7 separate regions of the Mus musculus genome follow, and regions 2, 3, 4, 5, 6 and 7 are each linked to region 1. Evidence: chromatin contacts called from public ChIA-PET, HiChIP or PLAC-seq and promoter capture Hi-C data. All regions are on one chromosome and are shown on one strand. The core of a region is the stretch at or near the end of the contact, and the rest is flanking DNA. Distances in the headings are between cores, read along the strand shown. Region 1 holds the start of Snx4 (sorting nexin 4). Region 2 holds the start of Heg1 (heart development protein with EGF-like domains 1). Region 3 overlaps Heg1 (heart development protein with EGF-like domains 1). Region 4 overlaps Heg1 (heart development protein with EGF-like domains 1). Region 5 overlaps Heg1 (heart development protein with EGF-like domains 1). Region 6 holds the start of Rubcn (RUN domain and cysteine-rich domain containing, Beclin 1-interacting protein). Region 7 holds the start of Lrch3 (leucine-rich repeats and calponin homology (CH) domain containing 3).

What was found. Promoter capture Hi-C pulls out the DNA fragments that hold promoters and counts their contacts. ChIA-PET counts read pairs in DNA pulled down with a chosen protein or histone mark. HiChIP or PLAC-seq counts read pairs in DNA pulled down with a chosen protein or histone mark.
Region 2: a contact with region 1 is called in an H3K27ac HiChIP or PLAC-seq map of extraembryonic endoderm stem cells, with 4 times the contacts expected there. The contact joins the promoter of Heg1 here to the promoter of Snx4 in region 1. A contact is called at or near these places in 6 of 39 promoter capture datasets (the C10 cell line, cranial neural crest, hippocampal neurons and 3 more), 2 of 484 Hi-C or Micro-C datasets (CD4 T cells and CD8 T cells), 4 of 115 datasets of contacts at active chromatin or transcription factors (craniofacial prominence, embryonic stem cells and extraembryonic endoderm stem cells) and 2 of 9 other capture datasets (adipose tissue and pancreatic islet).
Region 3: a promoter capture Hi-C map of embryonic stem cells shows a contact between it and region 1, with 4 times the contacts expected there. The contact joins the enhancer-like site here to the promoter of Snx4 in region 1. A contact is called at or near these places in 6 of 39 promoter capture datasets (3T3-L1-derived adipocytes, the C10 cell line, cranial neural crest and 3 more), 6 of 115 datasets of contacts at active chromatin or transcription factors (embryonic basal ganglia, embryonic hindbrain, extraembryonic endoderm stem cells and 3 more) and 1 of 9 other capture datasets (adipose tissue).
Region 4: a contact with region 1 is called in an H3K27ac HiChIP or PLAC-seq map of trophoblast stem cells, with 8 read pairs. The contact joins the enhancer-like site here to the promoter of Snx4 in region 1. A contact is called at or near these places in 9 of 39 promoter capture datasets (3T3-L1-derived adipocytes, the C10 cell line, the HPC-7 cell line and 5 more) and 5 of 115 datasets of contacts at active chromatin or transcription factors (the 230-238 cell line, craniofacial prominence, embryonic stem cells and 2 more).
Region 5: a contact with region 1 is called in an H3K4me3 HiChIP or PLAC-seq map of the 230-238 cell line, with 4 times the contacts expected there. The contact joins the enhancer-like site here to the promoter of Snx4 in region 1. A contact is called at or near these places in 19 of 39 promoter capture datasets (the 3T3-L1 cell line, 3T3-L1-derived adipocytes, the C10 cell line and 11 more), 1 of 15 datasets of contacts at CTCF or cohesin (pro-B cells), 3 of 484 Hi-C or Micro-C datasets (cortical neurons, nephron progenitors and palatal mesenchyme), 16 of 115 datasets of contacts at active chromatin or transcription factors (the 230-238 cell line, the HPC-7 cell line, SST interneurons and 10 more) and 3 of 9 other capture datasets (adipose tissue, liver and pancreatic islet).
Region 6: a promoter capture Hi-C map of hematopoietic stem and progenitor cells shows a contact between it and region 1, with 2.3 times the contacts expected there. The contact joins the promoter of Rubcn here to the promoter of Snx4 in region 1. A contact is called at or near these places in 2 of 39 promoter capture datasets (fetal liver and hematopoietic stem and progenitor cells), 3 of 484 Hi-C or Micro-C datasets (CD4 T cells, CD8 T cells and hematopoietic stem and progenitor cells), 2 of 115 datasets of contacts at active chromatin or transcription factors (bone marrow-derived macrophages and extraembryonic endoderm stem cells) and 1 of 9 other capture datasets (pancreatic islet).
Region 7: a contact with region 1 is called in an RNA polymerase II ChIA-PET map of effector CD8 T cells, with 11 read pairs. The contact joins the promoter of Lrch3 here to the promoter of Snx4 in region 1. A contact is called at or near these places in 6 of 39 promoter capture datasets (the 3T3-L1 cell line, the C10 cell line, hippocampal neurons and 2 more), 1 of 484 Hi-C or Micro-C datasets (embryonic stem cells), 4 of 115 datasets of contacts at active chromatin or transcription factors (the 230-238 cell line, effector CD8 T cells, extraembryonic endoderm stem cells and 1 more) and 2 of 9 other capture datasets (adipose tissue and pancreatic islet).

Annotation. Positions count from the first base shown.
Region 1 is chr16:33,250,032-33,252,893 of GRCm38.p6, forward strand. It overlaps Snx4 (sorting nexin 4), which reads left to right and starts at 1,425. Exons shown (of 14, transcript NM_080557.2): 1 at 1,425-1,570. The coding sequence starts at 1,430.
Region 2 is chr16:33,683,058-33,685,757 of GRCm38.p6, forward strand. Heg1 (heart development protein with EGF-like domains 1) reads left to right here and starts at 1,409. Exons shown (of 15, transcript NM_175256.5): 1 at 1,409-1,798. The coding sequence starts at 1,555.
Region 3 is chr16:33,759,303-33,762,098 of GRCm38.p6, forward strand. It overlaps Heg1 (heart development protein with EGF-like domains 1), which reads left to right. Exons shown (of 15, transcript NM_175256.5): 13 at 1,456-1,543. Among named protein-coding and RNA genes, the nearest start is that of Muc13, 34 kb to the right of the region's middle. Within about 2 kb of position 1,524, at least 36 of the 459 cell types and tissues checked have an H3K27ac peak or open chromatin away from gene starts, as enhancers often do. A contact at or near this core is called in adipose tissue, embryonic stem cells and extraembryonic endoderm stem cells, where this site is marked.
Region 4 is chr16:33,713,025-33,715,724 of GRCm38.p6, forward strand. The region is part of intron 2 of Heg1 (heart development protein with EGF-like domains 1); the gene reads left to right. Among named protein-coding and RNA genes, the nearest start is that of Heg1, 30 kb to the left of the region's middle. Within about 2 kb of position 1,422, at least 131 of the 459 cell types and tissues checked have an H3K27ac peak or open chromatin away from gene starts, as enhancers often do. A contact at or near this core is called in the 230-238 cell line, craniofacial prominence, hematopoietic stem and progenitor cells and 1 more, where this site is marked.
Region 5 is chr16:33,731,256-33,733,955 of GRCm38.p6, forward strand. Heg1 (heart development protein with EGF-like domains 1) reads left to right here. Exons shown (of 15, transcript NM_175256.5): 6 at 344-463. Among named protein-coding and RNA genes, the nearest start is that of Heg1, 48 kb to the left of the region's middle. Within about 2 kb of position 1,381, at least 56 of the 459 cell types and tissues checked have an H3K27ac peak or open chromatin away from gene starts, as enhancers often do. A contact at or near this core is called in the 230-238 cell line, the HPC-7 cell line, cortical neurons and 4 more, where this site is marked.
Region 6 is chr16:32,867,025-32,869,767 of GRCm38.p6, forward strand. It overlaps Rubcn (RUN domain and cysteine-rich domain containing, Beclin 1-interacting protein), which reads right to left and starts at 1,342. Exons shown (of 19, transcript NM_172615.4): 1 at 1,069-1,342. The coding sequence starts at 1,136.
Region 7 is chr16:32,912,500-32,915,412 of GRCm38.p6, forward strand. Lrch3 (leucine-rich repeats and calponin homology (CH) domain containing 3) reads left to right here and starts at 1,601. Exons shown (of 21, transcript NM_001081255.1): 1 at 1,601-1,904. The coding sequence starts at 1,643.

The sequences.
Region 1 (2,862 bases), core at 175-2,674:
TAAAGAAGTGCGCCACCACTTCCCGGCTTCTAGCTTTTATTTTTAAACAAAACAAAACAGTAGACAATAATATGGTCTCCTTCAGGCCTTACAAAGCCAGGTGTCATTTCCTCGTTGTCACCCACTGGTCAGCTCACAACGAACATCCTGCCGGCTTTAGGATCTAGTTTTCTGAGATCTCAGAAACTGGGAAAAGATCACAAGATAATGAGAACAAATCTATCCTTGTGTGATTAATAAAATAGTCTTCTGCCGGGTGGTGGTGGTGCACGCCTTTAGTCCCAGCACTCGGGAGGCAGAGGCAGGCAGATTTCTGAGTTCGAGGCCAGCCTGGTGATCTACAGAGTGAGCTCCAGGACAGCCAGGGCTACACAGAGAAACCCTGTCTCGGAAAAAAAAAAAAAAAGTCTTCTGATTTAAAAACATGTTTTCTGGGGGTTTGCCGGACCTAACTAATCCCTGGCGAACAATAAAATACCTAAATACATAAATAGTCCAGGCTCTGTAAGGAAGGAACAGGGAAAGGATAGGAGAAGGGGTCCCTGCATTAAAGAAGTCTAGAGTCTAGCTGGAGGAAGCTGGATTTAGAACAAATTATTGTAAAATAACAAGAGAAAGTGCTTTGAGCATGAATGGAACTTTGCCACCAAGCCAGGGAGAAAACTCCAGGAGGAAGAAATTGTGCTTCACAACCCGGAAAAGGATGTTTGGCAAGAATCAGTTTTGGTCCGAGACCAGGTTTTGTACAAAAATACCAACCCAAAGGTCCCATATTTAGGCTACAGTCAGTGAACATTTCTCTTCAGGTCACCACAGGGAATCTTGCCAAGGGGTAGGTTCAGGAAATTACAAGAGACTTGTAGAAAATTAAATTGCTTTAGCGTCTAAAGTTTAAACACTTACTTAACAATGGCGCTCTCCAGCCTGCTTCAGCCATCTTACCTCTCAAATCTTTAGGCGTTATCTTTTGCTGAATGCGTTACTCAACTCTCTAAAAGTTAATAATTGATGCTGCTCTGGTCTTTGCGAGGGGAAACGGAATTGTGAATGCAAGGTAAGGGCGATGGTCACAAGACAATCTCCCTTTCTTTTTAATGACACAATTACTTGAGGGGATCGCCAATCTGAGTGGCTTCTGCACTTCTTGAGTTCACTTCACTTTAGTTTCTTTATGTCTTTACCGGCTCTCCCAGATTACCAGTTTTGTAGCCAACCCTCTGTAGTCGCCCTAGCTTTCCCCTACCTCCCTCGGTCGCAGGTCTTGGCTGGTGGTCCAGCGTTCTGGGGTCTCCGCTGCCTAGGAGGAGTTTCTGTGGGCAGGGGCGGGACTACCGAGAGCGCAGGGCGGAGCTACCACAAGCAGAGGGCGGGGCGGCTGGAGTCAAGGCCCCGCGCAGGCGCACTGGACTCGCGGTGCCAAACTACAGCTATGGAGCAGGCACCTCCGGACCCCGAGAAGCTCTTGCAGCCTGGACCCCTGGAGCCGCTGGGTGGCCCTGGCGCTGTGCTGGAGGCCGCGGTCGGTGAGGAGAACGAGGGCACCCGAGAAGACGGCTCAGGGGTCGACACGGTGAGGAGAGGGGCGGCGGAGGCTTCCGGTCTGGGGCCGGGCCTAGCGGGCCGGGCCGGGCCGCCCTGGCTGGGTCTGGTGGGTGCGGTCCCGAGACCGGAGGATGACCCGATGCGGAGTGGAAATGGACTCACAGGCGCGGCGTGCCGGAGCGCCGCGTGGGCGTTGTCACGCGTGTCCGTGGTGGCGTGGCCCGCGGTGTCAGTGGGCGCGTCCCCCGGGGTCTGGCCCTGAAGAGGCTCGCTGCTGTTTCCGGCCGGCCGAGGGGGTCGCTGGGAGGCGGCTACACCCTTGGTGAGAGGCGAGTGTGCGCAGTAAGGGGGGCTTGGCCTATGGACACGTCGGGAAATAGACATCAGCGTCACGTTAAAGAGAAGGGACAGAGGAAGAAACATTTGTTGAACTCTCCATTTAGCTGTAATGTCGTTATAATGTTTCCTCCTGCAATCCCCGCCCCTCGGTGATAACTGGTGTTTCTCACCTTTTGAGTTAAGGGAGTGTCGCGTTGTCAATCTGTGAGTGCATCCATCCAAAGGGTCGTGACGGATTTGTAGACTCTGATGAACAAATGTTTAGGAAACTCATTAGCGCCCTGTATTTGAACTCCCTGACCCTCAGTTGCTCAGCCCCTGTCCAGCCATTTTGCTGTTGCCCCCTCACCCCCAGTAGGTATTCATGCTAAGGTAACCCGTACATTTTTATGATTGATGCGTCTCTAGAGAGGACTAAGTTTCGAGAGAGCTAACCAGGAACTTCTCAGCAGTTGGAGGTTTTGACTACTTAAACCATTTATGTGTGCTTATAAGTTAAAGACTTTAACTTTTTGTTTGTTTGTTTGTTTTGTGTTTTTTCGAGACAGGGTTTCTCTGTATATAGCCCTGGCTGTCCTGGAACTCACTCTGTAGACCAGGCTGGCCTCGAACTCAGAAATCTGCCCTCTCCCCTCCCAGGAGTGCTGGGATTAAAGGCGTGCACCACCACGCCCGGCTAAGACTTTGATTTTTGAGAACAGTTTTAAGGTCGCTGTAGAATTGAAAGAGAAATGGGGAGATTTTCCCGTATACTCAGTTCTCATATTCAGACTTGTGCCTTGTCCACGCTTCTTACCAGACTCGTTTATGTTATACGCGGTGAGGCCAGGTTGTCACCCAAAGTCCATAGTTTACACACTGTCACATGAACTTTTAAGTGTCCTAAAAAATCCTCTACGCTGCCTGTTCTTCTCTGTCCCTCTCCTGTTGTTCTTTCCTTTTTCTTTTCTTCATTCCTGTTGTTTTCCCTTTCAGGCATGT
Region 2 (2,700 bases), core at 159-2,658, 430 kb after region 1:
GGTGGGGCCATGCTTGGATTGTTGTTGTTTGAGAAAGAAAGAGGACTGAGCATTTCATGTGAGACCTGAAAAGTTAGGTTTCATTTGTGGTTCTATAAACCCTAACCCAAACCAATTCTCCACTCTTGGCTCATTTGTCTAAGGTAAACTTGTTTATACGGAGCATCCTTTGTGTCCTGCCAAGTGACTCACTTGTACCGAGTCACCAGAAAATGGGTCTAGGCCCATCTACCGATGCGCTGGACGTTATGATCTGATCGTTCCCCTGGAGGCGGGTCATGGAGGCTTGGAGACAGAGAGAGGCAGAGACATGGGGAAAGAGACAAGCCTGTCTCCTGAACATTTGGTAAACAGACAAAGAACCCTAGCACATCTGAGAGCATCCCAAGGGATCTGTGGTTTTCAGTTTGGATGAGATATTGTCTGAATTATTGACAACTCTAAGCTATGAGGTAAGCACGAAGCCACATGGTCATTCAATGAGAAATCCTTTAGTTGTTGGTTCTCTTAGCAACTCTTAAGCAAGTTATTTCCCCCTATTTTGAGCTGCTCATTCTTTACTTACAAAGAAAAGAGATTTGGGTCTTAAAATCTGGACATTGTATCATTTGTCTCCTAGGAAGGGAGGGAATAGGGACACACACAGAATTTTACTTACCAAGCAAATTTATTGACACTCTGTCTTGGAACATCTCCCCTAAAGGTTTCTTTTTAACTTCTGTGTGGGCTGCTTTTTTTTTTTTTTTTTTTTTTATGTTTAATTTGCAAATTGCTGTCCTTTTCCTGGCTATGGGTTTTCCCTTGCCCCAGACTCGGTTCAGTTTTCTCTTCCCTCTGGCCTCTTTGGGTGTCTCAGCAGTGACATCTTTGAAGAACTATGGTGTAAGCCAAAGATAGCGTGGGAAGGAAATCAGGCTTCTGAGCCTTCAAGAAGATGAGGGTTCCCGCCCTGGCTAAAGCAAATCTTCTCACCAATTCTGGGGACCCAAAAGGGCGGCAGTGGGTTGGGGCCTCTTCAGATCCTTAAGGGCAATGCAGGTCCACGTATGGAACAGGGTCTAGGATTCACTTCTCTGTCTTTTGAAAGCTCTCTGTATACTCACTCACCTGATGTCAATTACACCGCCAGAATCTACTTTTCACAGACCTACTGTGTGGCTAAGGAACTGGGAAAGTGCCCCCCACCCCAATTTCATTTCTCCAAAAGCCAAAGCGATACTCCAGGGTGTGGGCCCTGTAACAAAAGTCGCAGGGGGCTCCATGAGTTCACCCGGGGGTTCCGTGAACTCACCCGGGAGACCGAGACCGCCCCCGCCCTCTTCCTGCCCTCTCCCCGCCCCCGGGCCCCCGCGCGGGGCGGGTGATGTCAACCGAGGAGGAGCCGCCCGCCCCGCGACCCGCCCGGGCTGATTGGCGTGTGGCAGCACCAGGGCTGCCTCCGCCCTCCCGCGGCTCCCACAACTTTTGCGGCTGAGAGCGCGCTCGCACCCCGCTCCGCTCGCCGCCGCCCTCGGCCCGGCGCCCGGCATGTGAGCGCGGGCGGCCGCCGCCACCATGGCCACGCCGCGCGCCCCGCGGTGGCCGCCACCGTCGCTGCTGCTGCTGCTGCTGCTACCGCTGCTGCTGCTGCCGCCCGCTGCCCCCGGGGCGCGGGGCTCCCTTCCCTCCCCGGCCCATCGAACACTCCTCCCGGTCGCGGGACCGCTTTCGCCGCCTGGCGCCGGACATACGGCCCCCGGACCCGGCGTCGCGACCCGGCGGGGACGTTCCGGCCGTGTCCCCAGAGGCGTGAGCGCGGGTGAGTGAGAGTCTCCAGCGAGGGTCAGGGGGCGTGGGCGCTTCGCGGCTGCCCCATCCCGGCCGAGGCTCCGTGGACCCTCGTGGGTGGAACCCTGAGGGTGGCCCAGGACGGAGAAACGCTGTCCCTGGCCACTGGAATATAAAATGTTCACATGCATTCCCTCCCTGTGCTTTGGAAGAAAACTCTCTCCTGGATTAGCCCACACCCTTCTCACTTTTACAAAACGAAGACCCCAAAGAGCCTCTCACCTCGTGGGGAGTGGTAACTTCTGGCTGTTGTCCCTCGGTTTCAGCCCCCAACCCCCAGATTTAGAACTGGTCTCTCCTGGTCTAAAGCCTGACTTTCCAGTATAAGTAAATAACGGATTTCGGAGTTTGGAATGCTTCTAGTACTTAGGACTTCATAAAGGACAAAGAGTGCGCTTTAAAACAAAGCTACCCAGTTAACCTTAGGAGCAGGGTTACTTGGGATGGGGCTGGGGGCGCTGCAAGGTCAAACCCCTGGAAGCCACTGACTGGCTCTGGACTGTCCTGGGCCCTTTCCTCCCCCAGCCAGCTGCTTGCTGTGCAGGCAGGCACTGCCTGTCCTGGTCACAGAATGGGGACTCAGCTCCTGTGCCTGCCTCCTTTGTTTCTAGTTCCTTTTTCTGTTGGAAGAAAATGCCACGGCCTGGGTGGGATTCTAATGTAACCCCCACACGACCTTGGCTGTGTCTCATCTTTGGCTCTCAGTTTCCCCATCTGTGGAATGGAGGGGCCCCATTCCTCCCTGCCTCCAAGTGACAAGAGGTGACAAAATGAAAGTAAAAATAGTAGAAAGTGCTGTGAACCAAACCAGCCTAGGTGATGTTAGCCATTTGTCCTCCCGTAAGAGGCAGAGGGCACACATCGGGCTCTGTT
Region 3 (2,796 bases), core at 274-2,773, 510 kb after region 1:
ATAATAATCTGGCCTCTTTGTGGCTTGTTTAAATAAAAGGATAGATAAGGGGTGCATAGCTTATCGTCTGCATGTTCTACTCATAGCCCCTGATCTATGAGTTCATCCAGACAGGACAAGAGCAGGAGAGCTGTGCCATGGCCTTGACTTTATAACCATGCCTGCAGATCATGGATCAGTCTTAGAACACTTTAAAGAGTCTGGTTATGCCGGGCGTGGTGGTGCACTCCTTTAATCCCAGCACTCGGGAGGCAGAGGCAGGCGGATTTCTGAGTTCGAGGCCAGCATGGTCTACAAAGTGAGTTCCAGGACAGCCAGGGCTATACAGAGAAACCCTGTCTCAAAAAAAAAAAAAAAAAAAAAAAAGAGTCTGGTCGTTTGGGGCTAGAGAGATGGCTCAGTGGGAAAGAGCACAGGTCTGCTCTTACAGAGGATCTGGGTTCCACTCCCAGAATCTACGTGATGGCTCACAACCCTCTGTAACTGTCCCAGCGGATCCTGATGTCCTTACCTGGTCTCTTTGGTCACAGACAAATAGTTGAATAAAACATTGGTAATGAAATATAAAATGTGTATTTTTTTTAAAAAGAAAAAAATCTAGTTATTGGTCTTTCAAACTAGATCTTGTAACCTGAGAAACCAATTTTAATTTTATATCCATACAAAAATAGAAAATTTAATATAATCTATCATAAATTTTGCTACAATATACAGATATAAAACCCAACTAATTAGATATGTTAGCATTATTATATATAATATATGCTTCTATCAGTGCTAATTTCTGGTAATTAAATCAATGTATAAGGAGCCTCCTGTGTCTCTGGCATGCTTTACACAGTGAACCCAGACTCTGGACTTAGCAGACGTAACATTTCTTTTGAAATTGAAGAGTTTAACCTGTCTCTGTTCTGTTTTACCAAGTAAGACTCTAAAACTGAATCAAACATCTGGTGTTTTGTTTTGTTTTGTTGAAGCAGGGTCTCACTGTTGCCCTGGCTTGGCTGGAACTCACCATGCAGATCAGGCTGCCTCTGCCTCCAGGGTGAAGCACAAATCTTTATCTTCACTAATTACCATCAAGATAAAAAGTTAAATTTCCAGATGTATAATTTTCACGTGATAAAAAGCAAGCACCCAAGTGAGAGGGGGAATAAGAGTAAAGTCTTTCAGAACAGTTTGGGGAAACTTGATGGTTGCCTGTCTCTTTTCTGGTTTAGTGACGTCATTAGGATTGCTCTAGAGAAAGAAATTTGGAGCTGAAAGAGGGAATCCTCTCACTGCAAAGAAAGCAGAACTCTAGCCTTGGAGGATCTCTGGGCCAGAGAGCAGGCAGTGGGAGAGAGCAGCTAGGGCCATGCTGCGGAGGTGGGGTGGGTGGAGGCTTACTTAGGACTGAGGACCTCCTGCCAATCAGCCCTGTTTGTTTTTTTTTCCTTTGTCTTCTGTGTTTAGCCTATCAGCTCATCACTGTGGTGATCGCAGCCGCAGGAGGTGGCCTCTTGCTCATCCTGGGCGTGGCACTCATTGTTACCTGTTGCAGGTGAGTGGTGAGACCTCTCATTTAGATCCCCCTTTCAGGACCTGTGCTACTATGCGAAGGTGGATTCTGAACCTTGGGTAAACTAGCACTTGGGAGACTGAGGCAGAAGGAAGATGACTCTGAGGACAGCCTGGGTTTATAGCAGGTTCTAGGCAAGCCTGGACTACATAGTAAGACCCTGTCTCCAAAGCAACAAAATAAAAAGGACTTTATCAAAATCAAAAACAAACTCTGGAGCTGAGGACATGGCTCAGTTAGTAGAGCGCTTGCCTAGCGTGCGTGAAGCCCTGCGCATGCTCCGCGGCCATGCAGAACCAAAGAACAAAGCAAAGTGTCGTCCCTGCGCATGCTCCGCAGCCATGCAGAACTAAAGAACAAAGTGTTGTCCTCCTTATGATCCCAGCCCGGGATGGAAAGGCAAGAAGAATCAAGAATTCAAAATCATCCTTAGCTATAAAGCAAGTGCAAAGCCGGCCAGGAATACAGGCAGCTGTTTTGTTTTGTTTTGTTTTGTTTTTTTAAAATACAACCAAACTTGTTCACACACATTTTTAATCCCAGCACTCAGGAAGCAGAGACAGTTGGATCTCCTAGGTCAACCTAGTCTACATAGTGGGTTCCAGGTTCCCGGACAGCCAGGACTACGCAGCAAGAAGTGTCTTTAAATAAATAAATAACAGAAAATAAGGAATGTTGATGAGAATGTGGCAGAATTGGAGTCCTTAGGCACACATGGCTGGCAGGGATAGAAGAAAGAAAAGCAGCTTTGAATGTCTGGTAAACCCAGGACTCCCAGTCCCAGGAGATGCTTATGAGTCATCTACACAAGAACTTGGACCTGGGTATTCACAACAGTCCTATTCCTGAGAGTCAAAAGGGGGTGGGGAGGGGAGCAGTCCTAGCGCCTACGGGTACAAAACCCAGATGTGACAGAGCCACATTCTGTCAGCCACCGACTGACACATGTGAACCTTCAAACCCTTGTTCTCAGGGAAACGAGGCATCTCAAAAGATCATCTGAAGTGCGATAGGAATAGGAGTTATAAGAGTCTCTGCATCTAATTGAGACAGAAAGTAGGCCAGTGGGAATCTAGGGCAGAGGTCAGGGTGGAGAAGTTGGGCAACTGGGGTTGATTGATAAGGGGTCTGAGACTTCTGGAGGTGACAATGGTCACACCACTGTGAATATGTTTTAAAAAAAATTTTATGAGTACATTGTATGGTTTCGTCAGTCGTCTCAGAGCTGTGTGTGT
Region 4 (2,700 bases), core at 172-2,671, 460 kb after region 1:
ACTGCTGTTCTAGAACCTTCCATGTTTAATGTTTGCAGTTTTGCTGACTTTCATTGTCCTTGAGTCTTACTAAGAATTTGTCTTCCTTGGTGACCTGGGTATTCTGCTGTAGGTGATGTCAGACTGCCCTCTAAAATGTTCACTACAGAGGACTTTAGTCAGAGAGCATACCCCAGAGAGCGCCTGAGGCCAATGAGGAAACAAACCTCTGTGGAAACAAGCCTCTGCCCTGTGTTTAAAGTTAGCCTGGCACCTTCTAGCCTACCCAGAAAGCTCGATAAACCTCTCCTACTGAATGGACTTCATGAGATTCTACTAACCCTTTCTGAGTCCGTGACTGACACGGGAGCTTTGGGGATGTAGGCCTAAGGAGGACCAGCAGGACCCGCCACAGCAGACTTGGAGTCAACCTGCCGTACCAGCCTGCTCAGTGAATGAGGACAAGCAATGGGGTCCTTGTTCAGGGGAAGAGTTCGTGATTTTTCTAGCAGTGTGACCTAGAGAAAAGCCCAACGCTTAAACCAGTCAGGTCTATAATGTCCCTCAGGAGATGTGCCTACGGACGATAAACCAAGGGCATGGTGGGAGGTTCTTTTGATCTGAAAGGTGGCAGCATTTGATGATCCATACATACTCAGTCTGTGTCGTCTGGGCCTCCTTTACTGCCACCTAGGAGCACGGTGTGTGGAGCTGAGTGTGTTTTTGCCAACTTGACACAAACTGGGAAGAGGATCCCTCAATTGAGAAAATATCTCCATCTGATTGTCCTGTGGGGCAAATCTGTGTGTTTGTGTGTGGGTGTGTTTGTGTGTGTGGTTTTTGTTCTGATTTGTTTTGTTTGTGTGGGTCCTGGTTCTGTAAGAAAGCAGGCTGAGGGGCTAGAGAGTTATCTCAGTGGTTAAAAAACACTGACTGCTCTTCCAGAGGTTCTGGGTTCAATTCCCAGCAGCCACATGGTGGCTCACAACCATCTGTAAGGGGATCCGATGCCCTCTTCCTTTGTGTCTGAAGACGGCTACAATGTACTTATATACGTAAAATAAATAAATTCATCTTTAAAAGAAAAAAGGAAAAGAAATCAGGTTGAGCAAGCCAGTAAGTAGCGCCCCCTCCATGGGTCTACTTCAATGATAAGCTTTTACCTAGAACTTTACAATAAAATAAGATAAACGTTCTTTATTTCCCGAGTTGCTCTTGGTCAGTATTTTATTACGGCAACAGAACACAGAGCAGAACAGACTGATCAGTACAGCACCTTCCACATCCTGGGTAGCCAGGAGTTAATCTGTTTCTGAACAGAATCTATCTTACAGCACCTAAGCACGCCCAGGACGATGAGCCAGGGGGCGTTGCTCTCCACCCTCTCCTGCCTCGCTGCCTCTCTAGACTTTCCGTGGTCTCTTTGACTGTTGGTCCTGGTGTGGGGGCGGGGCTATAAACAAAGCAACAAGTGGCCCCGCCCCGGTGAGGAGGGCGGGGAGGAAGCTCTGTTCTGAAGGCACAAATGTGTATGTTGAATTGTGTGAGAGTGACTACAATTCCGCACTAAATTTAGTGTGAGCTTCCTGGAAATGGGGGCACAAAGGGAAGCTGGGTGGAGCGTGGGATTGTTGTCGGACAGTCAGCATACCGTTTAGCCCATAGGCAGTGGGCGGGCAGTTCTTCCAAGAGGAATATTTATTTATGTAAGGGATTGCTGAAGATCATAATAGAAACTACTTTCAATTGCTGGTTTTGTGAGAGTCGTGCTAATGTCCTTTGAAGGTGACATTTTGTAGACTCGCTAAGAGCTGGGGCGGAATAATGGGTCTTGACTTATGGGAGTCTTTCCTGTGGGCAGTTGAGCTGTTGCAGTCCAGGTAAATGGCTTTGTGGTGATGTCACTTTTGTGAAGGGAGAGGACAGAAACGACGTGAAGGACTTTGGATGTAGTCTGCCTTGTTGTAATACCCGCTGCCTCTGCTTTACTTCTGAGAGGTTCTGGATAGCCGTCAAGGTTGAGCAGTGTGACAGAAAGTGACGCGTGCTCACACCAGGTGAGCAGTCGTTCCCTCTGTGGCCTGTTACAAACACTAGGAACTTAGCTCAGGCCTTGTCCCAGTGGGAGATGGCATTCCAATTTTTTTAAATTTTATTTTAAAATGTTTATTAGCGGAGGGGAGTGCATTTGCCACAGTGTATGGGAGCCAAAGAAAAACTGAAGAACTCAGTTCTTCTCCTGCCACCCATGGCACACAGGACCGAACTCCTGTCAAGGTTGGTAGCAAGGGCCTTTACTGCTGAGTCATCTTGCCAGATTCATTCATCCTTCCTTCCTTCCTTCTTTTTAATTTTCTATTTATTTTTGCTTTTGCTGAGGCTCAAAGTCTGAAGGTTTCTCATTTTCCTAACGCCAGCCTGTGGGTTCTTAGTTAGTGCCGCAGGTGCCCGTGTAGGATCCTAGGCAGTGCCTGTGGACAAGCTAAGCAAGCATCCTTCAACCCCTTTCTCAAGACAGGGTTTCTCTGTGTAGACCAGGCTGACCTTGAACTCACAGAGATCCTCCTGCTTCTGCCTCCCAAGTGCTAGGACTAAAGGCGTGTGCCACCACTGCCTGGCTCAAGCATTGCCTTTTTTTCTAGAGGCACTGCTTTGCAGAAGTGTTCACACACATTGTGTTGCTTTACCGTGAGGATTAAATGAGAATTGTCAATCGGGCAA
Region 5 (2,700 bases), core at 131-2,630, 480 kb after region 1:
GATCTCTATGAGTTCAAAGCCACTCTGATCTACATAGTAAGTTCCAGGCCAGCCAGGAATAAAAGGATGAGACCCTGTCTCAAAGCAACACTAACAATAACAACCAACCAGATCTGTGTTTATCTCTGTACATGCCAATCCCACCCTGTGATATAGTTAATTCTTCATATGGTTGCCACTGCCCTGGCAGGCAGCCATCCCCGTGAGAACAAGGGTGGCTTCCCGCTCTTCTTTGGAAGCACACGACACACGACGCACGGTGCCAGTTGGTTTTAGTAGGCACCGAATGATGATCCATTGCCTGCCACCCCGTCAGCATGCTCTTGTTTGTCCCCTCCTGCAGATGTGAACGAATGTCTCTCCAGCCCCTGTCCTCCCCTAGCCACGTGCAACAATACTCAGGGATCGTTCACCTGCAGATGCCCAGTCGGGTATCAGTTGGAGAAAGGAATATGCAATCTGGGTAAGAGTTAAGTCTGCCTTGCAACTGACTGCTTCCTTCCTAATCAAAGCCAACATTTTTTTTCCAAGCTTAAAAAAACCCAGGGATATAGAAATGAAGCTCATTGCCTGTTACTCCAACGCCTGCAGATGCGGTACTTTTCTTCACCTTTGATGATGTACATTATATTTTTATATATTAAATTCAAGAGATATCTGTAAGTATATCCCTGTGTCACAAAAAAAGGACAAATATCTTAATGCCTGTGTAATGTGCTCATTTGTGCACAACAGTATTTGTTCAACCATTTTACCCTTCAGTTAAAAAAAAATCAAATGGATATTCCAACTACATAGGGGTTTTAAACATTATTTATTTACTTACAATTTCAGAGTGTTTATCTGTTTATTTATATTTATATTTTAGAGTAAAAAAAAAAGAGTAAAATTCTGATTGTCCACACATTCTCCTTGAGTTGTTAGCCACAGACAGGTGCATTGTGACGCAGCCACCTCTAAAATCAGGCCACTATATTGGTCATGTTTGTTCCTCATTTGACAGGTCCACCAAGCTGCTTGGTTTTCCATTCGCTTTTCATCCGACAGGTTAAAAAGTAGATCAGCAAATGCAGCGAAGACAGAGGCTCTGAGATGCTCAGAGGCCAAGCATGGGCCACAGCTGGTGAGAGGCCTGGTTTCCAGCCCACAGTTTTCTGTTGTACCACAGTGTGGTTATTATTAGAAAAGCGTTCTTGCACACAGGGCGTGACCCTTGTTGGGTTGCTGAGTTTAACACCATGCTTGCTTGAGAAGTTAGAATGAGAAATTCAGTTTTGAAGCTGAAACTATCAGATAAGATAATCGGCCTTTGGAACAGCTACAGTTGCCCAGTGTGAGGCCTCCTGCAGAAGTGCTCAGCCAGTGTTTGGGGGAGAACCTCTGTGTTGGCTGCAAGTGTTATCTGCATGAACCTCTGACACCCACAGACAGAAGGAGCTTCTTAAGGCTGACACTCTACTAAAATAAGAATAATGAAATTTGTCTGAAATACAAAAAAAAAGAGCATTATTTTCTAAAAAGGGGAAGTCTACATATGTAGACATGAGTCAAAATTAAGAATCCCTCTTAATTCTAATTAGTCTGGGTAACCTGGTCTGTGTAACCACCTCCTACAGGGAACTAGCTGAACGTGTGCAGTTGAAGAATGAAGGAGATGGAATATTGGTTATTGTTGTTGGTGTTTTGAAACCCATGGTTTCAAATGCCTGGCTTTAGGCTCCCAGCCACCACCTGCACTGACTAGCCAGAGCCTCAGTGTCCCCATCTGTTAAGTCAGATTGCACATTGCTCACTGCTCACTCAAGGTTTGGGGAATGTCGAATAAAATAATCTGCTTGAGCAAGTGCCGCCGAGTGTGAAGAGCTGTCCAGATGGAAGGCAGCGTTCGCCAGACTGGATGCTAGGAAAACAAGCAGTTGTCACAGGTCAATAGTGAAATCGGCAGTTAAATCTGAGATTAAAAAAAAAAAAATCATATCTTATAAGTAAGGTGGGTCAGCAGATAAAGGTGCCCGCTGCAGAGTCTGACCAGCTGAGTTCAATTCCCAGGACCCACGAGGTAGAAAGAGGAAACCAGTTCCCACAAGCTGTTCTCTGAATTTCACATGAGTGCTTTGGACCGTGAACACACACGCAAATGCACGCAGGCAGGCACAAAGTAAATCAGTGTGATTTTTTTTTTTTTTACAATACCCGTTTTAAAGCTGGGCGGGGTAACTGCAGACGTGGAAGTTGTCTTGAATACACTAACTATATTAAAAACAGGGACACATCTGTGTCTTTCCACAATGTCAGAATTTATTGAGTCACAATAAGCTCACAAGCTACTTCAATTTCATTTGCTCTGATTTGCCAAATTATTCTCATCTCCCTTGACAGTTGGCCAGTGGCAAGCATTGGCTTATTCCAAATTTAATTACTAATATTAACTCAGATCACAAGTTACACATCAGGGTAAAGGGGTATGTGTGTGTGTGTCACAGAATAGCTACAAAGGGGTTAAAGAGGCCACAGAAAAGTTCAAGGAGTTTAAAGAGGCCTTAGGAGTGTCAGAGAGCTAATACCGACGAGAAGAGAACCAGTCCCTTTAGCGGTTAGACCAGGAACCACAATGGACAGTTACTGAGGAACGCATCAAGCTGCTGCGGGGTTAAGGCTGGGACTGTCCATGTGAAAGGAGCTTAGAGGCAGGCACAGGAC
Region 6 (2,743 bases), core at 92-2,591, 380 kb before region 1:
TCTCCCCTAGGAATATTTTAAGGTAAATTATTTTGCTTCTAGTCGTGGGACTTCACCTGCTCTGGAGACCATCATTGTACTAAACCTATTTTAAGTGTCAAGAAAAACTCCCTCACGCCATATTTCTACTGTGCCTCTGCTCCTGCATCCTCTTAAGATGTTGAGACCCTGCTTCTGTTGTTCTTGTGGTGCTGAGGATGGAGCCCAGGGCTGCCTGCATGCTAGGCAAGCACTCTACCCTGAATTACACTCCCAACCTAAGACCAGTTGTTAATGAAGCAATCCTAAGTAGGACACACACACACACACACACACATAAGTGTAGTTGTTTAAATTTAAAAAGAAAATAATCCCCCTATTTCTAGAAGCTAAGGTTTTCTGACAATAATTCCACAAAAACTTGAGCTTATTTAGTTTGCATTGTGGAGAAGCAGCAAAGGGGCTGAAGAAAAAAGAAACAGAGGTCCTCTCAGGGCAGCAGCATCTCACTGACAAAGGACATGCACATGATTTCTGTCCCTTCAGCGAGCCCACACCCAGTGCAATCAGTTTCTTTTAACCCACGGGCCTACCTCTCCTCCTCACCCACATTCATCTCTTCCTAACCTTGCTGAGCCATTGTAATCTAAAACCGTAGCTCCCAGAATATCTTAGCACCCTTTTAAAATCGGTCTGGGTTATCACAAGTTTTAACGCAGGGCACCAATCTTGTTTCTGCTCTTATCTATAGACTTTGGCCTATAAAAATCTCACTACAGCACCTCAGTCCTTTCTCCCAGACTCTCAATGTCCACCTCTCCTCTGGCAGTCTTGTATCTTAGTTTCTTCACTGTCTTCCCTGGCCCTCAAAGAATCATACCCACAGTTGCTCACCGTCCCTAAATTCATCTCCTCCCTTGTCCTTATACACGCCCCACCAGTCCCTCCTCTTGGAAATTCTTCCCAAACAAGTCACTTGAACAGTAGCTCTACAGGATGCCGCGCCCCGCACTGCGTGTCATGCCAGCCAAGTCTCCCTGTGCTCCCGCGCACGCAAGCAGCCCCGACTGCCAGCCGCTCCCAGCCCACCTGCTCTTCTCTAGCAGACGCTCCCCATCGCCGCCGCCAAGATCCATTCCCGCGCCCTCCGGACGCATCCGGACTATAAGGCCGTCTCGGGGCCAGAGAGAGGCTCCAGGCCGCTTCGACCGCCAGGGTACCCGGAGCACCCTCAAGAGAGGGGAGGCACCATGGCTGGTGAGCTTAGAACCATGCACTACACCCTGACAGCGACAGAGTCAAGGACTGCTGCCTCAGCTGCCGCTCTACCCCTGCCACCCCCACTTCCGGCTCCAAGAACTACAATTCCCAAAAAGCCCTTCGAAGGCCATCCTTCTCCCGGCATGCACTGCCCCATCCAATCCCAGGCTCCCCTAACCTGGGTACACGTGATGTGCTAGGCGAGTTTCCCTGGGCAGGGAACCTTGATTAAAAGCTCCATGTAACTAACGACAGTCAGGAATTCGAGGGCGAACTCCTGTCACACTTTACTCAGGAAATCAGACTCTGTCGGAGGTTAAAATAGACAATAAAACTGATATAATCCTAACTCGATTAACTTCACTTCAGTCCATTCCTGATTTAATACTTCTTGGTGTTGGAAGACTCCAAGCATTTACACCAAGAGATCACAAACTGAACCAGAAAAGGGCAGTAGAAAGGCTAGGAAGACTTTGAGGGAAGGTCTCTTGCAGGAGTGATGTCGGGGTACAGGTTACTGTTTTCTTTTTCTAAATATTCTTAAATGTATATGCGTGTGCCTGAGTGTATGTGCATCACATGCTTGTAAGGTGCCCGTGAAGGCACCGGAACAGGGACCCTCTACAAGAACAGATAGTTAACCCTTGAGTCAATTCTCCACCCTGTTTTGGTACTGTAGCACAGGTTGGGCTCAAAGTCAAGACCCTCAGCCTCCAGAATGCTGAGATTATAAGCATACACCACCAAAGCCATGCAGAGCAGTTTCTAGGATAAGAGTTTAACAAGGAGGGGAGGAGAGGCAGGAAGATGGACAAAACAGCTCTCACAGGTATTAAGAAAATAGCAGTTTTGAAAATCGTTGCTTCTTAGTAATCAAAACTGAGAAAGGGCAAGATGGTTCAGTAAGTAAAGAAGCTTGCTACCGAAACTAACCACCAGAGGTCAAACCCCAGACCTCCATGGTGGAAGGAGAGAACCAACTCCTGAGAGTTATTCTCTCCCCATGAATGTACATGCATGCATGCACTAAATGTGTATACACACCCAGTATATATACACATATATAAAGTTTTTTTAAAGCAAAGGAGTGGGACACAATGATGTGGGCATTCTCATGCAAGCAAGACCAGGTTATGAAATGACATGTTAAGGAGTTGGAATCAGCCATAGAACAGTGAGTTTTATCAAATGAGAGGGTATGGCAAATGTGCTTACAAAGCTAAGTTTACAATGTGGAAAGGAGATAGAGTAGGTATCTCATTAGAGGTAAGAGCGAAGTAGATAGACTGGTGATCCCTAGACTAGTCTGTGCATGATAGTCAAGAGTAAGACAAATCAGCTGCAAGAAACAAGAGAGAATGGGGCTGGAGAGATGGCTCAGTGGTTAAGAGCACTGACTGCTCTTCTGAAAGTCCTGAGTTCAATTCCCAGCAACCACATGGGTGGCTCACAACCATCTGTAATGGGATCAGATGCCCTTTTCTGGTGTGTTTGAAGACAGCAA
Region 7 (2,913 bases), core at 351-2,850, 340 kb before region 1:
CAGACATGGCATCAACTATTACTTGTTTTGTGTTCTCAGGGGTTGGAAGGTCAAAGTCAGCTTGGGCAACATTGGGACTCTTATCTCAAACAAAACAAGACAAAAGGGCTGATAGAGCAGGTCTTGGAGCAACTGTTACTAATCAACTTTATTACTGAAACATTTTTACAATTTCTTGAACTCAGGAAAGTGCTTTTTGGGGGCTTCCCTGAAGTTGGGCTTTGAGTGATGAGCAGCTTCTCACACCTCATATTTTCTTTTGTGCTCTGTGATAGATTTTTCTCATCTGTGTCTTAATGTGCTCACATGCATCAAAATCATACTTGGAATTTTGCTCTCTGTCATCCTATTTTGTAACTTCAGGTTTTATTCAAAAACCTCACTCGTTCTTTTTTTTGGGGGTGGGGTGGGGTTTTGTTTTCAAGACAGGGTTTCTCTGTGTAGCCCTGGCTGTCCTGGAACTCACTCTGTAGACCAGGCTGTCCTCGAACTCAGAAATCCACCTGCCTCTGCCTCCCATGTGCTGGAATTAAAGGCGTGTGCCACCACTGCCCGACCCACCTCACTCGTTCTTGCTCTAGAGGGACTGCTTTGCCGTGCACTCTACTCAGCCCAATTGCTGTTTTCTTATTGTAACTGGCCTCCTTGGGTTCCAAAATAAAATTAGCTAATTCTTTAGAAAAGAGACTTTATCTGACAGGCCCTCGAATTCTGTACAGCAAAGTAAATTTGGTGAGTGATATTTGCATCACATATTAGGAATGGCTTGAATTTAAAACAGATTTGGAAAAATAAGAGACTGCAGGACTGGGAGGGTGGGGTTTTATTTAAATGTGAGTGGTAGTTTTCATTACTTGAATGGTTTCCGGTTTTGGTCTTTCGGTTCTAAATTTAATCCCAACATTTATTACATAGCCAGATTTCAATGTTAGATGTAAATATTATTCGTTCTGCTCTAGCTAGTGATAAAATCTGCGCAAACAGCCACAGTATTTAAGACGTTTGGTTTCATTAAGAGCTCTTTCATAAAAAGAGTTCGAAGCCAGCCTGGTCTACAAAGTGAGTTCCAGGACAGCCAGAGCTATACAGAGAAACCCTGTCTCGAAAAACAAAAAACAAACAAACAAAACAACAACAACAAATCTAAAATACATAACAATTTCAACAAGAATTAGGGACTTTGTAGCCGAATCTGCTCACACGGTATGTTTGTTTTCCCGTTCAAGAACTAATAGTATATCCACAAATTCCAGTTCAGATCATCTGGCGGTATGGTGACAAGCTGAGAGACAATTTTGGGCTTATCTCAGGGAGTCCCCTCTAAGTGCCCAAGTTTCTGGCAGCAACAGGGCTAAGGAATCTTTGCCGTTTAATGTAATCCACCACTGAGAGTTGGAGCGCTGTTAAGGACGGGTTTTGGTTTTTGTAGTGGCCTTTTAGGGAGCCCAGGGTACCGGGCTGCTCCAGCTCTGCGAAGTCGGTTCGGTTTCCCTGGAAAACCTGCTTGTGGGCGGGGCAGGCGGCTTGTTGCGCCCAGCGCGTCCGGGAGAGCTGTCCCCGGTCCGCGAGCCCCTTTCCCCGCCCACCCAGCGGATCGCGTGGCGCATGCGCAGAGCCGGGCCGGAGAGTTGTCGGCTGGGAAATGGCGGCCGCGGGCTTGGTGGCTGTGGTAGCGGCTGCGGAGTACTCTGGCCCTGTGGCGTCCGGGGGAAACCTCTCCGGTGCGACCTGTGGGCCGAGCCCTGGGTTGGGCCCTGGTCCTGGCCCGGGCTCTTGGAGCCGCTCGGTCGACCGAGCCCTGGAAGAGGCGGCGGTCACCGGGGTGCTGAGCCTGAGCGGCCGGAAACTGAGGGAGTTTCCCCGGGGAGCGGCCAACCATGACCTGACGGACACCACCCGGGCCGGTGAGCGGGGCGCGGGCATCCCTGCTACCCGGGACCCGTGGAGTGGGGGGCAGGGGGTGTGTGGCGACCGGCCCGAGGCTCCCCGGGTAACGGGGACCGCTGGCGGTACCGCGCACCCTCCCGGCCTGGCCAGACCCGGAGCCTGGGGTGCGGCAGCGCGCAGCAGCATCTCCGCTGCCGGCGAGAGGCAGTTGACGGGTGATCTTTCTTGAATCGCTCTCAGAAATCTCGGCATCAGTGCCCGCCCCGTAGACTTTTTGCCTCGCCCCGGTGTCTGCAGACCACTTTGCATTTGGGATGCCGAATTGACTTTGCTAAGAGTTGGAGCGTGGCAAGCACGTTCTTCCATCGTAGTATGGGTGACGCTGGGTGCTGCATTGTCAAAGGATCCAGGTCCGCTCTGGCGTTTTCCCTAGTGTGTGCGAGTATGTGTGTGTAATGTGGACTCTAACACTGGGAACAGCTTATTTCTCCGCCTCCGTCTGATTTACCGAAAAGTACTTGTAAAAATAGGCCATCTTTAGGTGCTCAGGACTTTCGTCTTCCATTCTTACCGCCGCCTAAGAAAACATGAAAAGAAGTAGGATATTGTCTACCACATCTATATTTGCTTTTCCCTTTAAAAACATTTCTGCGCCTTATATTGTTTAAGACAGGAAAGAGAATGGGGATTAAGTATTATTTGGTTTCCTTAGTTGTGGGAAACAATGTATGGTAACTGAGGTATTCAACATACTATATAATGTGTTCCTCTTGTGTTTTAAATATAGCTTCCTCCGGGAGTAGATTAAGAATTGAGTCCTTTTGTTTTACATAAGGGGAGGGGTCCCCTCAGAAGTAGTTTAAATGTTTTGTGTTTATGTCATATACATTGTTTCATCCTCATTCTGCTTGATTTTAAAATGTGAGAGTTAATACTTTTTCTTAGGCTTGTGTAGTCATCAAAGATTGGTAATTATTACATATTTCACTAATGTTGAAAAAATAAATAGAGCTGGTAAGATTGCTC